Regions from separate parts of the Mus musculus genome. Here region 2 is linked to region 1. A link is a contact called in public HiChIP or PLAC-seq data. All regions are on one chromosome and are shown on one strand. Each heading gives the region's core, a stretch centred on a gene start, on an enhancer-like site or on the middle of the called end of the contact. The rest is flanking DNA. Distances are from core to core; before and after follow the strand shown.

The links. HiChIP or PLAC-seq counts read pairs in DNA pulled down with a chosen protein or histone mark.
Region 2: a contact with region 1 is called in an H3K27ac HiChIP or PLAC-seq map of embryonic stem cells, with 5 read pairs. The contact joins two enhancer-like sites. A contact is called at or near these places in 1 of 115 datasets of contacts at active chromatin or transcription factors (embryonic stem cells) and 1 of 9 other capture datasets (liver).

The regions. Positions count from the first base shown.
Region 1 is chr11:116,936,220-116,943,311 of GRCm38.p6, reverse strand. All of the region lies in intron 3 of Mgat5b (mannoside acetylglucosaminyltransferase 5, isoenzyme B), which reads right to left. Gm33829 (a long non-coding RNA gene) reads right to left here. Exons shown (of 2, transcript XR_389169.3): 2 at 6,760-7,092. Among named protein-coding and RNA genes, the nearest start is that of Gm33829, 8.0 kb to the right of the region's middle. Within about 2 kb of position 2,656, at least 54 of the 459 cell types and tissues checked have an H3K27ac peak or open chromatin away from gene starts, as enhancers often do. A contact at or near this core is called in embryonic stem cells, where this site is marked.
Region 2 is chr11:117,240,118-117,247,209 of GRCm38.p6, reverse strand. It overlaps a transcript of Septin9 not described here. Among named protein-coding and RNA genes, the nearest start is that of Gm39478, 23 kb to the left of the region's middle. Within about 2 kb of position 3,114, at least 23 of the 459 cell types and tissues checked have an H3K27ac peak or open chromatin away from gene starts, as enhancers often do. A contact at or near this core is called in embryonic stem cells, where this site is marked.

The sequences.
Region 1 (7,092 bases), core at 1,407-3,906:
GAATTTAAGGGCAGCTTGCTCTACACAGTGAGTTCCAAGACAGCCAGAGCTTCAGAGTAAGGCCATGTTTCAAATAAATTAATAAGACAAACACGCACACGCACACGCGCGCGCGCACACACACACACACACACACACACACGCAGCTGCCTACGGATTCCCTGGAACTGGAGTTACGGATATTTGTGAGCCACCTAGATTGGGAGCAGGGATCTGAACGCTGGTCCTCATGACTGAGCAGCAAGGGCTCTACCACGGTGCCATCTCTTCGACTCCCTTCCGTTATTCTACCACAGTCTCATGTAGCCCATACTGGTCTCAAGCTTACTATGTGTGGAAGATGACCTTGAACTTCTGATCCTCCTGTGTTCCCCCCCCCCCCAAGTTCTCGAAGTGAGCACCACTGTGTCTGGTCCACGTGGTGCTGGGGATGGGACCCAGGGCTAAGCAGGCATTCTACCAGCTAAGCCACATCCACAGCCCACTTCCCTGGATCTTGAAAGAGCCCTGGACACGGACATTAAACCCTCTATTTTTCTCCATCAGTATGGGGCCGCTTTGATTTTAGGAGAATTTATTTCCTTGTTGATTACTGGCCAGTGCTCTGGGAATCGTGTTAGTTGTTAGATGAAGTATTTATCGCGTGGCACAAACTGCTATTGAGACAGCTCCTACTCTGCTGGCCTTATCTTCCTGTCAAGCACAGCCCCGGGGCCTTCTCCAGAAGCCACTTACTTTCAATACTTAAACTCCATTTGCTTTGATTCTCACCTAGCTTTCTGGCTTCACAGTTTTGCATGCGCACACACACACACACACACACACACACACACACACACACACACATACAGAGAGAGAGAGAGAGAGAGGAGACAGAGACAGAGACAGACAGACAGAGAGAAAGAGACATGCACACAAATACAGACATAAACATATGTACACACATACACAACCAGACATGTACACACATAAACACAGACACACACAAACACAAAGACACTGCTGCTTCTGCTGCGTAAGCTCTGCTTATTCCTGTTCAAGTACTTGGTCTGCACGGATACCTGTCATGGAAAGTGCACGCAAACCTCACCTCTCACAGGCTAGGTGAGCTGCCTGCCAGAGAAGTGGTAGCAAACTGCCATGTCAGGACCACCATCCCCTCTTCCCTTTACCTAATAAGGAGCACAGAGAGCGACGGAGAACTAAAAAGTTCCAAAGGCAGATTGTGCCGCCTTCCATACCAACCAGGGACAGGCAGACAGCATCTCTGTCAGACACTGCCACTTTCCCCTCCCAGGTTCTGGGCATGCACTACCATGCCTGGTTTATGTGTTGCTGGGGACTTAACCCAGGGCTGAAGTGACTGGAAGAGGTGGCCCAAGGCACAGCTGAGACTTGGGGAGCCCCAGTACGCAAGGCTGTGGTGCCTCCATGTCTACCAGGTCAATCTGCTGACACATAGGGCTGCCAAGACCATGCTGCCGGGCCTGGGGGTTCACAGGGCTGGAAAGGGCCAAGCAGCTACCACAGGGACCAGCCAGGCATTCTGGCAGTTGTGAAATGAGCCCAGCTCACTGCCACAAAGCCACCTTCGTGTAGGTATTTCTCCATCTGTCCTCTCAGAACCCCATCGTTCCCCATGCTGCAGTCTGAGCAGGATGCCTTTCATACAGAGACCAACCCTACCAGTATGGGCATGTGCCCAGAGACCCACGACTACAGTAGGCTGAGCAACATTTATATCTCCAAACTCACATTCTCCGATAACCTTGGGATGTGCCCTATTTGGAAATAGGGTCTTTGAGCTTGGGGAAGATGAGGCCTTGCTGGATTCCGGGTAATACTAAACCTAGTACCTGAGACCCTCTCACTTGTGGATGGGGAAGGTTAGGGACTCCGGGGCTGCCGTGAGCTGCCAGAGTCACCTTTGTCCTCCTATGCTGGAGTTGGACAGACTTTCTTGCCCTGTGGGTGCTCTATCTATCTAGATGTTAAATAGGTGTTGCTGCATGTGTCTCGGCAGAAGCCAAGGCACAATTGGGCACGAAAGTGCCGAGGTCAGCTCTGACCTGTTGTGCTAGGATCCACCCAGAACCCAGTAGGACAACCCATCAGCCCCAGAACTGGGAGGGAATAACTGTGAAATGTCCGTTATTTTCTGCCACCTGACTCATAGCTACCCTATAACGCCAGTCATCAGCCAACGACTGGCTGAACAAAGAAAGCTGCTTTCGCTCCTTCATAGGGCAGGCTCTGGTGGTTGAGAAGTTCTCAGGCTCCGGCGGTGGGAAGTTCTCTTTCCAACTGACTCCTCTGGGTGGCTCTCAGGGTAGCCTGGGATGGTTGGGTTACACAACTCAGGAGTTAGAGGCAAAGTTCCTTCAAGGGTTTAAGCTGAGGCAGAATGGCAACACTCCAGTATAGAGTGGGTGCTTACTAAGGATTGAACCTGTGGCCTCACACAAGCTAGGCAGGTACTCTACCACTGTACCAACCTCTCCCGGTCCCTCTCAACCTGCTTTTTCTCCCTGTTGTGGTCGGGCCTGGTGCTGTTTGTATTTTGATGCTAATTCCACTCTCCTGGGAGAGCTTGCAGACAAGGAGTGAGTCACATACTCAGGTGACTTCTGGTCCTTCATTAAGGAGCCCAATGATTGGCTCCTTAATGAATAAAGGAGCCAATCATTGGGCGAGTAGGAGGGACTTTTGGGTGGAAAAGAGCAGGGGGTGGGGGGTGTCTCCCGGTTCCAAGGGCAGATCCATCAGGATTTGCCACCAGAGGATTTAGACTTAATAAGGCTTAAAAGTTAGGATTTTAGTTGTTGCGCCCAGCCATTGAGTTACCATTGTTTCTGAACTAAGTTTGTGTTGTGTTTTCCTTCATGCAGAGGGCTCATCTGGGTTCAAGAGAGCTTTCTCTTGCACGGCGGCAAAGAGTGGGTTTGCCTGATGTGCACCACAAAGGCTTGGGGGGTTTTGAAGTTTTGGGGCTGGCGTGGTAGTGACCCGCCAGAGGGAACCTAGCGAGCTGGGTGGAGACGTTTTCAGGAGCTCCAGGCCTGAGAGTCTCCACTGGATAAGAACAAGCCGCCCAGACGGGGGGCGGGGGGGGGGGGGCGCTGAGAGTTGTCGGCACAAGCTCGGGAATGCGCCGGCTCTTTTTAATATTTCCCGCAACACCTCCCTACTTAAGCAGACACCCCATCCCTTACAGGAATTAGTGAAGGCTCAGCCACTGAGAAAAACCACTGAACTTTTTGGGGGGATTCAGCAACTCTTGTACAATAAGCGTTTTGGGTTTTGTTTTTGTTTTTTTTGTTTGTTTGTTTTTTTTTTTGTTTTTTGGTTTTTTTTTTTTTTTTGCATAAAACATATCGCCAGCAAGGGCTTTAAATAGTGCCGTGGCGTTGGCCGGACTTAACAAGCCCCAGTCATTCCAAACAGAGTCCCTTGGCATGACTATTATTAAGCTGGACGTAACGTCACACAGCACTTTCTATTTTCAAATAATAGACAATTAGGCGCCTCACGCTGAGACACTTTTCCACAAATGGCTGCGAAGCCGGATCTGAGGCCTCTGAGCCCAGATTTGTGACTCGGGAAATACCTGGGTTGAAGAGAAAAGAGGGGGCCGGAGTGCAATCGGTAGAGGGCTCGCCTCCTGTGCACAAATCCTGGGTTTGATCCCCACATAAACTGGGCACAGGGGCGTGCTGGAACCCTAACACTTAGGAGTTGGAGGCAGGAGGATCGAAGTCCTAAGTCATCTCAGCTATATAGATAGTTGAAGGCTGGGATAAATGGGACAGAGGTGGACAGACAGGCAGTCAGACAGACAGACAGAACTTCTCATCCCTGGAAGGAGGAGGTGCCACAAAGTACTACGTCACTCAGCAGAGGCCACACTCAGTAAAGCCAGGACTGAAGGAAAGGCCAGCTGGTACAGGTTTGAAACCCTAGAGGTACAACCACCCTCAATGCAAGCTGCAAAAGCCAAAACTGTTCTAAAGAGTTTCCTTGGAAACAAGTCCACTGTCCCCACAGGGCCATCAGCAGGACTTCCCCCAGCTGAAGCATGGCCCTCAGCCCTTTGATCCTGATAGTAGTAGATTTCCTTTCCTTCTCTCTCCCTCTTGAGGTGTTTGTATGGAAAGAGAACCAGCTGTGAACCACAACCAGCCTGGACTGGGGGGCGGGGAGGTAGGGGAGATGGGAGGGGAGGGGCAGCTCCTGCAGAGCAGCACAGGCAGTTTGAGAGGCAGCAGACACCCAGGTGGAAATCCACAGCGCAGGGGCCGTTCTCAGCACCCGCTCAGCCTGGCCTAGAGTCATGGGCCCCTTTTCAAACCCTTCTCCAACAAACGTAGCAGTTACTCCATTACCCTGGCTCTCCTGTACAGGCAAAGCGGGCCGGCTCAGTCCCTTCAGCTCTGTGACCAGGAGCAGCCCTAGCTCTATTTGAGCCCCTGTCCCTCCTCTGTAGCTTGGACATTGTCAGGCTGTTGGTGAAGAGGGAGGTCTGCCAGCATTCTGGGAGGGTGACCTGCCCATGGACACCCATCATGCTACTGTGACTCAGGGCCGTGCTACTGTGGTCCCGAATGGAAATGGCTCCGGACACACCAAGACTGATCAGTACGCACAAACTTGTTTCGGTGCCCTGTGGGCACTGTGACCTCAAGAGGCTGCTCAGGGCCCGAAGTCCTAGGACAGGCTCGCCTAAACCTGCCAGCTGACCCTTTATTGTATAACTTGGACTGGGAAATGTCCCACGGCTGATAAAGGGACGTCCCTGCGTTCACACATCAGTCTAGGGATGAGGGAGGTCAAGAGTATGGTGCCCTGTGCCAGCCCTGGCTGCTTCCCTCCGCATCTACCAGATACATGGAGGCTAAGGATGGCTACACCTTCCTTCGTCTGGTCCTGCATGCCAGTCCCTACACCAACCAACCAGGCCTCATTCAGAAGGTAGAGAAAGCTGGCACTGGCTGACACCAGCATCCCTGAGTGCCAAGCTCATACTGAGACCTGCTCTAGGGTACCCCGGCAGATACCCCAGGTGCTCTGGAGAACCCCAGTCCAGGGTGTATACTGTTATCTACAGCTCCTAGACCCAAGCAGGGAATTCTGACATCTGCAGTCACCAGACCACCCTCAACTCCTTCCAGGCCTGTCCCCAACAAGGCCCCCAAAGGTACACATGGCCCCACAAGGTCATCATCAATTCCAGGCCAGTCCCCTTACCCCAGAGGTGGTACACTAGGCCGCCTGGAGAAGGAGGTTTAATTCCGAGTTGCTCTGAGATTTACGAGGGTTATATTCAATTAACAGGAGCATCGATTTCTCTGCAGCTGGCCAGCAAGCTCACTGGGAATAATTGTATTATGAAACAAAGTGCTTTCAAAACACAGAAGAAACCTACATATCTTGGTGCCTGCAGAATCATACAGCGATACACACACACATACAAACACACACCGTGGGAAACAGATGCTCTGCGTCTCCCTGTGTCTCATACACAGTATGGGACATGAGACGCCCCTTGTAGTGTGACCTTTCTTCCTCTTGTTTCTACCCACCCCAGCCTCAGCTCCTTGTCACCCAACCCAGCCTCAGTCCCTGTCACCCACCCCAGACTCGGCCCCTGTGGAGGTGAGTCTAGACGTTGCAAACAGATGGTGTGAGATTGACCGGTCCCTTTCTCAGTGGGAAGAGGAAGGGCAATTCACCCCAAAGCCTAAAATAAGCTCGTCAGCTTGACAGGCTCTAGAGTCACCTAGGAGACAAGCTTGTAGGCACGTCTCCTACATAGAGGGAGTTTTGAAACTGGGTCAACTGAGGTGGAAGACCCACCCAGCCCATCGCATGGCCCGGGGTCCTCACTGAATAAAAAACCGAGAAAGCACGCTGAACACCAGCAATCCTCTCTGCTTCCTGATTGGATTCAACTCGGCTGGCAGCCTTACCCTCCCGAGGCCACGCCTTCTCCTGAGGCCACGCCTTCTCCTCAGTACTGGACAGTACCTGCAAGCCACAATAAGCCCACCCGCCCTCTCTACCTACCTTCCTTCCTTCCTTCCTTCCTTCCTTCCTTCCTTCCCTCCCTCCCTCCCTCCCTCCCTCCCTCCCTCCCTCCCTCCCTCCCTCCCTCCCTTCCTTCCTTGAGTTGCTTTTGTTGGGTATGTTGCCGCAGCCGTGAGAAACGTAACTAGCACACTGGGTGAGTGTTGGCCACTCTTAGGCTCTACTCTGCAGACCTCCTGCCTCAGCACAGACTAGAAGATACAGCAGGAAGAACCCAGAGCCGCCTGGGTTTCCTGGCCCAACCCCCCTCTGCTGCCCGCTGGCCCCAGGGCCCTGGTCACCTGGCCCTTCTCTAGCTTTGGTCCCTTGCAGGTTACCTTGAACTTGGCCTGTCCTCACCCTGACCCACTGAGATGGTTCCTCCGGTGGTCTAGCTGGTCGGTGACATCACCATATCTTGTAGTCCCTCCTTGCCAGCCTGGCCCCTCTCCAGCCCTAAAGAAGATCAGCTTTGGGTGGTTTACCAAAATGTCTTCCTGTCGGCGAGCCTTGTGTCAAACCCAGAGCCTCGGCCAGCCCGGGATCTGAGAAGAATGGAACCCATATTGTAAAGTTGAGATTAATATCATCCTAAGAGGGAAACATGCCCACCTCACACTCACAGACACACCCAGGAGGCTGACCTCCCTGGGGCTGCAGTTCCCGAACCCAACCCCCACATAGCCACCAACGCAGTTGGAAAAAAAAAAGGCTTTATTTCCCTCCCCAACAAGAATGTGGCTGTGACTTCTTCCTGCACTTTAAGCAGAATTCTCCACACTTATGTTATGGCTCTATTTATAACCACAGCTCCCCACTCTAACACTCACATCCTCGCATTGAGGGCTGGGCACAGAGGCACACACCTGTAATCGCCACATGTCAAGCAGCCCCTCCCTACATGGTCATCTCAGGTGCACAGCTGGCTCAGGCTCAGGTACCACACCTCACAGCCCTGGGCCAGGCCAGGCCAGGCCAGGCCAGGCCAGGCATGGAGCTGCTGTCTGTAATTACCCCCCACCCAGTCCC
Region 2 (7,092 bases), core at 1,865-4,364, 300 kb before region 1:
CCAAGCCCTCAGGAGATCATGACAAGACCCTAGACTGCTGTCCCACACAACGGCTCCTCACACTGAAGCTGCCCCACCCCCATTCTCTGTTGCTGTGAACGAACAGCAACAAAACATGGTTTCATGCCAAAGGTGGGGCGGGCGTACAGCTTCCCAGAGCCGGTTTCCTGCCAGGCCTAGGTACTGACCATGGGCCGCTGACCCTTAGCTGGTGTGTGCAGGTTTACGCATGCGCACCATGAATACTCCGGCATTCCTGCCCTTCTGTATGCAGCTTGGAAGGGTGGAGAGAGGCAGGTGAAGATTCTGTCACACAGTCAAGGAGATACAGAACTTACAATGAGAGATATATACACATACATCCCCATAGCTGTGCCCACCTCCACATTCAACACACACAGACACACACACACACATGCATACACACATACATACACGTACGTACACTCACACATGTACATGTGCACACACACATGCACGCACATATATCCCTGACATTTTCTTCACTGTGTGCATCTTATCGTCATGGTGAAACAGTCTCTACCCTTGGGAGACTGGATTCCAGTGGCTCCCGGGAATCCGGTAATTCCCATCAGAGCTTCCAAGTGTGGGAGCTGGCTCTGCAGGACACACCCAGCCTCCGGTCCCCACCTCATCCCACCCTGCTTCCCCTCCTTAGTTGCCTTCACCCACGCTGGCTGCTCTGACCCCAACCTTTGAACTCGGGAGTGAATCATTTCCTCTGTCAAAGGCATGTATGCACGCATGTGCACACACAGAAGCACACCAGGGGAAAGAAGAGGCAGGCCTCTTTCCGGACCTGGCGCACCAGTAAGTGCAGGGGCTGGAGGTGTTGGGTCAGTACCAGAGGTGACACACACAGGCTGGGTCCACTGCAGAAGAGTCCAGCACATGTTTGTTCTCTGTCAGAAAGCCCCCAGCCTGAGCCTCCCTGCTTGTGTCTGAGAAGTACAAGATGATGGAGAAGGCTAGGTCAGTGCCTTTAGGATCCCCTCTGTGGTGATTTGAACAGAATGGCCCCAAATGGTACACATTTGAATGTTCAGTCCCCCATGGTGAACTGCAAAGGATTAGGAGTGTGGCCTTGTTGGAAGAGGTGTGTCGCTGCAGGTGGGTTATGAGGTTGGCTTCCTCTCTGCCTCCTGCTTAGTGGGTAAGGTGTAAGATCTCAGATACGGCTCCAACACGTGGTCCCTGCATGATGGCCATGGTCCCACCCTCTGAAATTGTAAGCAAGGCCCCAATAAACAATAAACTATAAGTTGCCTTGGTCAGGGTGTCTCTTAACAGCAACAGAAAAGTAAGTGAGACAGAAGGGCCAGTGCCTTTGGGATCCCCCTCCCTCCAGGTCTGGGAGCAGATCCCAGGACCCTGGGCACACAGGGAAGAGCAGCAATGCTCTGGGCCAGTCCTGGGCGGCTGAAACCTGCCCTAAAGAAGGTGCCACTCCAGACCTGTTGAGAGAAGGGAGGTTGGGCCACACCACGCAGCAGCTACACAACACCCCAGGTCTGAAGGCTAAGCCCCAAATCTGCGGCTGCTGGCACGGCAAGTCGCCTCTCCTGGTCCAGCCAATGACTATGACACCAGGGCCACTCAGAAGAGGAACTAAACTGTTGTGGATTGATGAGGCAGGTTGAGCCTATGAGCTGCCTACCAGCTCACAGCAGGGAGGAGGTCGCTGTGACCCAAGCAGGAGCAGAGCATTGCCTCCACTGGAAGGGCCAGCTCCTGGACAAGTCCAGCCAAGGGCAGATCTGGACCTGGCAGCATCTGGCCAGGTCCAGTAGCCAAAGAGAGACAGGGTGGCCTCAAGCAGGTGGGAACCCAAAGGGCCTCTCCATGAGCAGGCTGGGCGTGGGCGAGGCACCTCTCCTCTAAGGTCCAGTGCCTTCCTTTGAGGATGCTGTAACCCTGGGGCTGGGCTCCGACACCTCCAGTGGTTCTCACAGTGGGATCTTCACAGTTGCCTCTCACCACCTGCAGTGTCTGTTTGCATCTTTAACAGCTCCCTGCCTCTTTGGACTGGGCTTCTTTAACCCTTTATAGCTATTCTTTATATAGGCATGCATATACAGAATTGTGTGGTTTGAGCATAGGTAGTGATTAAAATTCAAATAATAATAATTACAGAGAAAGACTGGAGATGGCTCAGCAGGCAAAGTGCTTGCCAAGCAAGCATGAGACCCAGTACACCCAGTGGTGCCATGTGGTAGTCCCACCTGTAATCCAACCATGCAGGAGGCAGAGACAAGGAATCCCAGCACCAACAGTGAGCTCTGTGTTCAGCCCCAGACACTGTCTCAGTGCAGTCGAGAGAAGATAACATCAACATCAGGCCTCCACATGTGTGTGTGTATGCATTTACTCCCGCACCCACACCTACAAACACACATGTGTGCACACTCCTGTACCCACATCTACAAACACACATGCATGGCTAATTCTAAGCAGGCTGGGTAAAGGCTTACCTTTATACTGAATCCCTATTAGAACCCATTAAACAGCCACTAAGTAACAACATCAAGAGGTGTACTTAAGCAAGTAGGAGGGCTGGAGAGATGGCTCAGCAGGTAAGAGCACTGACTGCTTTTCCAGAGGTCCTGAGTTCAATTCCCAGCAAACACATGGTGGCTCACAAGTATCTGTAACAGGATCTGATGCCCTCTTCTGGTGTGTCTGAAGATAGCTACAGTGTATTTATATAAATAAAGTAAATAAAGTTTAAAGTAGGAATATGTATTTGTATAGAGTTTGATCCTTAGAACCCAGGTAAAACATGGTGTCATGGTGTTATAAGTCTGTCACCCTTGCCTAGCAGCAAGCACCTTTACCTGCTGAGCCATCTTTTTTTTTTTTTTTTTTTTTTTTTTTTGGTTCTTCGAGACAGGGTTTCTCTGTATAGTCCTGGCTGTCCTGGAACTCACTTTGTAGACCAGGCTGGCCTCGAACTCGGAAATCCGCCTGCCTCTGCCTCCCGAGTGCTGGGATTAAAGGTGTTCACCATCACGCCCGGCACCTGTTGAGCCATTTTATCTGCCCCTTTTGTGTGTGGAAGATATCAGGTGTCCTCCTCAGTGGCTCTCCACTGAGTCTGGAGTTCACTTGATGAGACTGGTCAGAAAGCCAAGGGAATCCTCCTGCCTCTGGCCCTGCCTCTGACTCCTCAGCTAAGAGATTAAAGTCTGGGCCACCTCATCTGGCTGTAAATTAATGAATTAAGGTTTTCAAGACAGGGTGTCTTAGGGTTTCATTGCTGTGAAGAGACACCATGAACAAGGCCACTCTTACAAAAGAAAACATTTCATCGGGGCTGGTTTACAGTTTCAGAGGTTTAGTCCATTATCATCATGGCGGGAAGCATGACAATGTGCAGGCCGACATGGCGCTGGAGGAGCAGAGAGTTGAGCAGGCAGCAAGGAGAAGCTGCGCTCCACACTGAGCAGAGCTTAATCCTAAGAGATCTTAAAGCCCACCCCCACAGTGACACACTTCTTTCATCAAGGCCACACCTACTCTAACAAGGCCACATCCCTTAACTGTGTCAGTCTCCATGGGCTAAGTGTACAAATACATGCGTCTGTGGGGGCCACACCTATTCAAACCACCACACAGGGCTTCTCTGGCTGTTCCAGAACCCACTATGTACACCAGGCTGGCCTCGAACTCAGAGATCCACCCGCCTCTGCCTCTTGATTGCTGGGATTAAAGGTGTGAGGCGTCATCGCCCGGCACAGTTAAATATCATAGACAGAATGCTATTCTGGCTTCTTCTTAACCTTCTTTAATGTTGTCTTTGGTTATCCTTTTTTTTCCCCCTTGAGACAGGCTAGCTTCAAACTCTCAATCTTCCTACCTCAGTTCCCGAGAGGGATTCCATACACCTGGCTCGATAAATTTTATCTTGAAAAGTAGCCCAGGCTGGCTCAGAACTCAGATCCACCTGTCTCTGCTTCTGAGTGCTGGGAGTAAAGGTGTCTACCAGCAGGCTCAGTTCTACCTACGGCACTTCGCAGGGTACCGCCTCACCGCCGACCCTGACCACCCCTGTTTGGACTTTCCTCCTCCAGCTCGGCAATCTAGTTGAGAATTGTCGCTCCATATCGTCTTAGAGAAACAAAGAATGACCTTATTTTTTCTCTTTTTCCATTTCCTTGATTTCTGCCTTTATCATCATTACTTCCTTCCTCCTACTGACTTGGTGGCTTAGTCAGGGCCTGGCCAGGAAACAGATATGATATCAGCGATCTTAACTGCAACTTATATAAAGGCCGTGGTGTGTGTGTGTGTGTGCGTGTTGCCCATTTGTTTTATTTTTGAGACCTAAATTTTTTATATTTATTCATTTTTGTTTCACACATGAGCACTTTGCCTCCATTAATATCTATACAGCATGTACGTGCATACTCAGTGCCTGTGAGGTCAGAAGTGGGCATCGGATCTCCTGGAACTGGATTTACCAATAATTGTGAGTCACCACATGTGTGCTAGGAACTGAGCCCAGGTCACCTTCAAGGGAAACCAGTGCACTTGACCACTGAGCCATCTCTCCAGCCCGAGACATGGTCTTCTATGAAGCCCAGGAAGACCTTGAACTTCCTGTGTATCCTACACTGGTCTCAAACTCTTGTTAATCTTTATGCCTCAGACTCCTGAGTGCTGGGGTCATAAGTGTGAGCTACCACAACTGTTGTGAAAATTCTCACCGATCAGCAAGTGTTACTAAACACCGACAGGGTTTATTGATCCCGGAGGATGACTAAAGCTGTCACTGTCACACATGGTGGTCTCCATGACACAGCACAAGGGCACACAGGAAGGGGAACACAGGAAGAGGACTTGATTCATCCGTGCTCAGAGAGTTCGGCTCGCCTCAGGTCCCATGCTCCGGTGCCTTTCAAACTTCCCCTGTGTCCAGTTCATTTCTAGTGTTCAAAGAAGCCTTGCTGAGGGGCTGGAAAAATGGCTCAGTCTGGACAACTCCTGCAAAACTGGGTTTGGCTGGCAGCTCACAACCACCTATATAAAATTCTAGCCCCAAGAGACTCTATCCTCTGAGCACCTGCAGTCCCACCCACAGACACAGACAAGCAGACACACAGACACATACAAACACACAGTCACACACATAAGCACACAGACACACACACTAGCAGACACAGACACACACAAAAACACACAGAGACTTACCTTCACACACAGAAGAACACATACACACATACAAGCACACAGACATACACTAGCAAACAGACACACAGACACACACAAACAGATATACATGTTCACACACACTCACAAACACATATATATACACACAGACACACATAGACAACACACACAGACACATACAGATACACAGTCACACACAGACACATAAGCACACAGACACACACACTAGCAAATAGACACAGACACACGCGTTCACACACAGAGACACACATATACACACACAGACATACATAGACACAGGTACACACAGACACATACACAGATATGCACAGACACACATAGACACAAACACATAAGAATAAACCTAGCCAGTCCCCCTGATACACTGACAGGCACATCGGAAAGCCCCCTGCTTTGTATGAGCTGCTCCAGTAAAGACCAAACCCTAAAAAGTCTCCCCAGTTCACAGCTCATGAGTCAGAATTTCCAGAAGACCAGACTTGCTGAGTGGTACCCAAGGAAGGGCAGTCTTAAGGAACGGAGGCCAACCCTTGGGAACTACATTGCCTGGAGACATCCGAGCTGGCCCGAGTAACAGGACAGCGGAGTCCTCTAGAATGAGGGGGTTGCTTGGTGCTGGGCGAAGCCATGTTCCCCACACTTGTGTTAGGAGCACCCCTGTGTTATGACAGGGTCCCAAGAGAAACAGTCTATTTGTCCTGCAATGTATATATACAGCCCTCCAAGCCACAGTAGTGCCAAAACCTACAGTCCTCAGGAAGAGATCTGACAACACTTGCAAGAAACACTCAGTGAGACGCAGAGGCAGCGGATTCTGTGGAGAGACGAGCAGAGGGATGGGGGACTTTTGCATTTTCAGACTTATTTTGTGTGTGTCTGGAGGGTGTGGAAGTCAGAGGACCATGCCGGGAGTCAGGTCCCTCCTTCTGTTGGGTGGGGCCTGGATAGCTGACTCAGGCCATCAGTTTGGTGGCAGGCAGTTTTACCCTCTGAGCCATCCTGCCCCAAAACTCTCTCCCTTCCCTGCTTAAAAAAAAAGACAACTTTTTTTTGGAGCCAAGGTCTCACTCATTCTGTAGCCCTGGCTGGCCTAGAACTCTAAGAGATCTATCTGCGTATCTCTTGCTTCCAAGTACTAGGATCACAGGGCTATACAATCAAATTGGCATGTGTGCAGAACTTGCATGTGTGTGCACGTGTGCCTGCCTGTTTGTGTGAGCACCGCTTACAACGCTGGAGAGGCCAGGAGTGGGAGGCGGATCTCCTAGAACTTCTAGGAGTTCTGGGCAGCTGTGAGCCTTCTTGTGGGAGCTGGGAACTGAACCCAGTTCCTCTGCCAGAGCAGCCAGTGTTCTTTAACCACTGAGCCACCTCTCCAGCCCTCTTCCTTATTATTCAAGTCAGCATCCTGTGTGCCCGAGGCTGCCCGCAAGCTCACTGTTTGTTGATGACCTTGAGCAGTTCTCTTGCCCCTACCCTGTGAGTGCTGGGGTGACAGGTGTTGTCCACAGCCACGCACGGTTTCTGTGGTGCTGACTCCTACGGCCCCGGTCCTCAAATGATTTTCAAGAGAAGTTTCCAAACCACACAACAAGGAAGGAGATGTCAGCAGCCAAAGCTGAGCGACTGCAAAGACGGAGCAGCAGCGGCAGCAGGCAGCAGTGGGCAGCATGAACCTTGACCCTGCCTTACCCCAGACTCTTAGCTGAAGCATAAAAACAGAAACTATCAACATACTAGAAGAAAACTGGCAGTACCTTTGCAACTTGGCAAGAGACAATTCTTATAAAACACAGAAAGTGAAAACCACAGAGGAAAAAAGAGAAAGAAATTGCAAAATGAGACTTCACCAAAAGCGATGGGGACACACTTATGCTTATT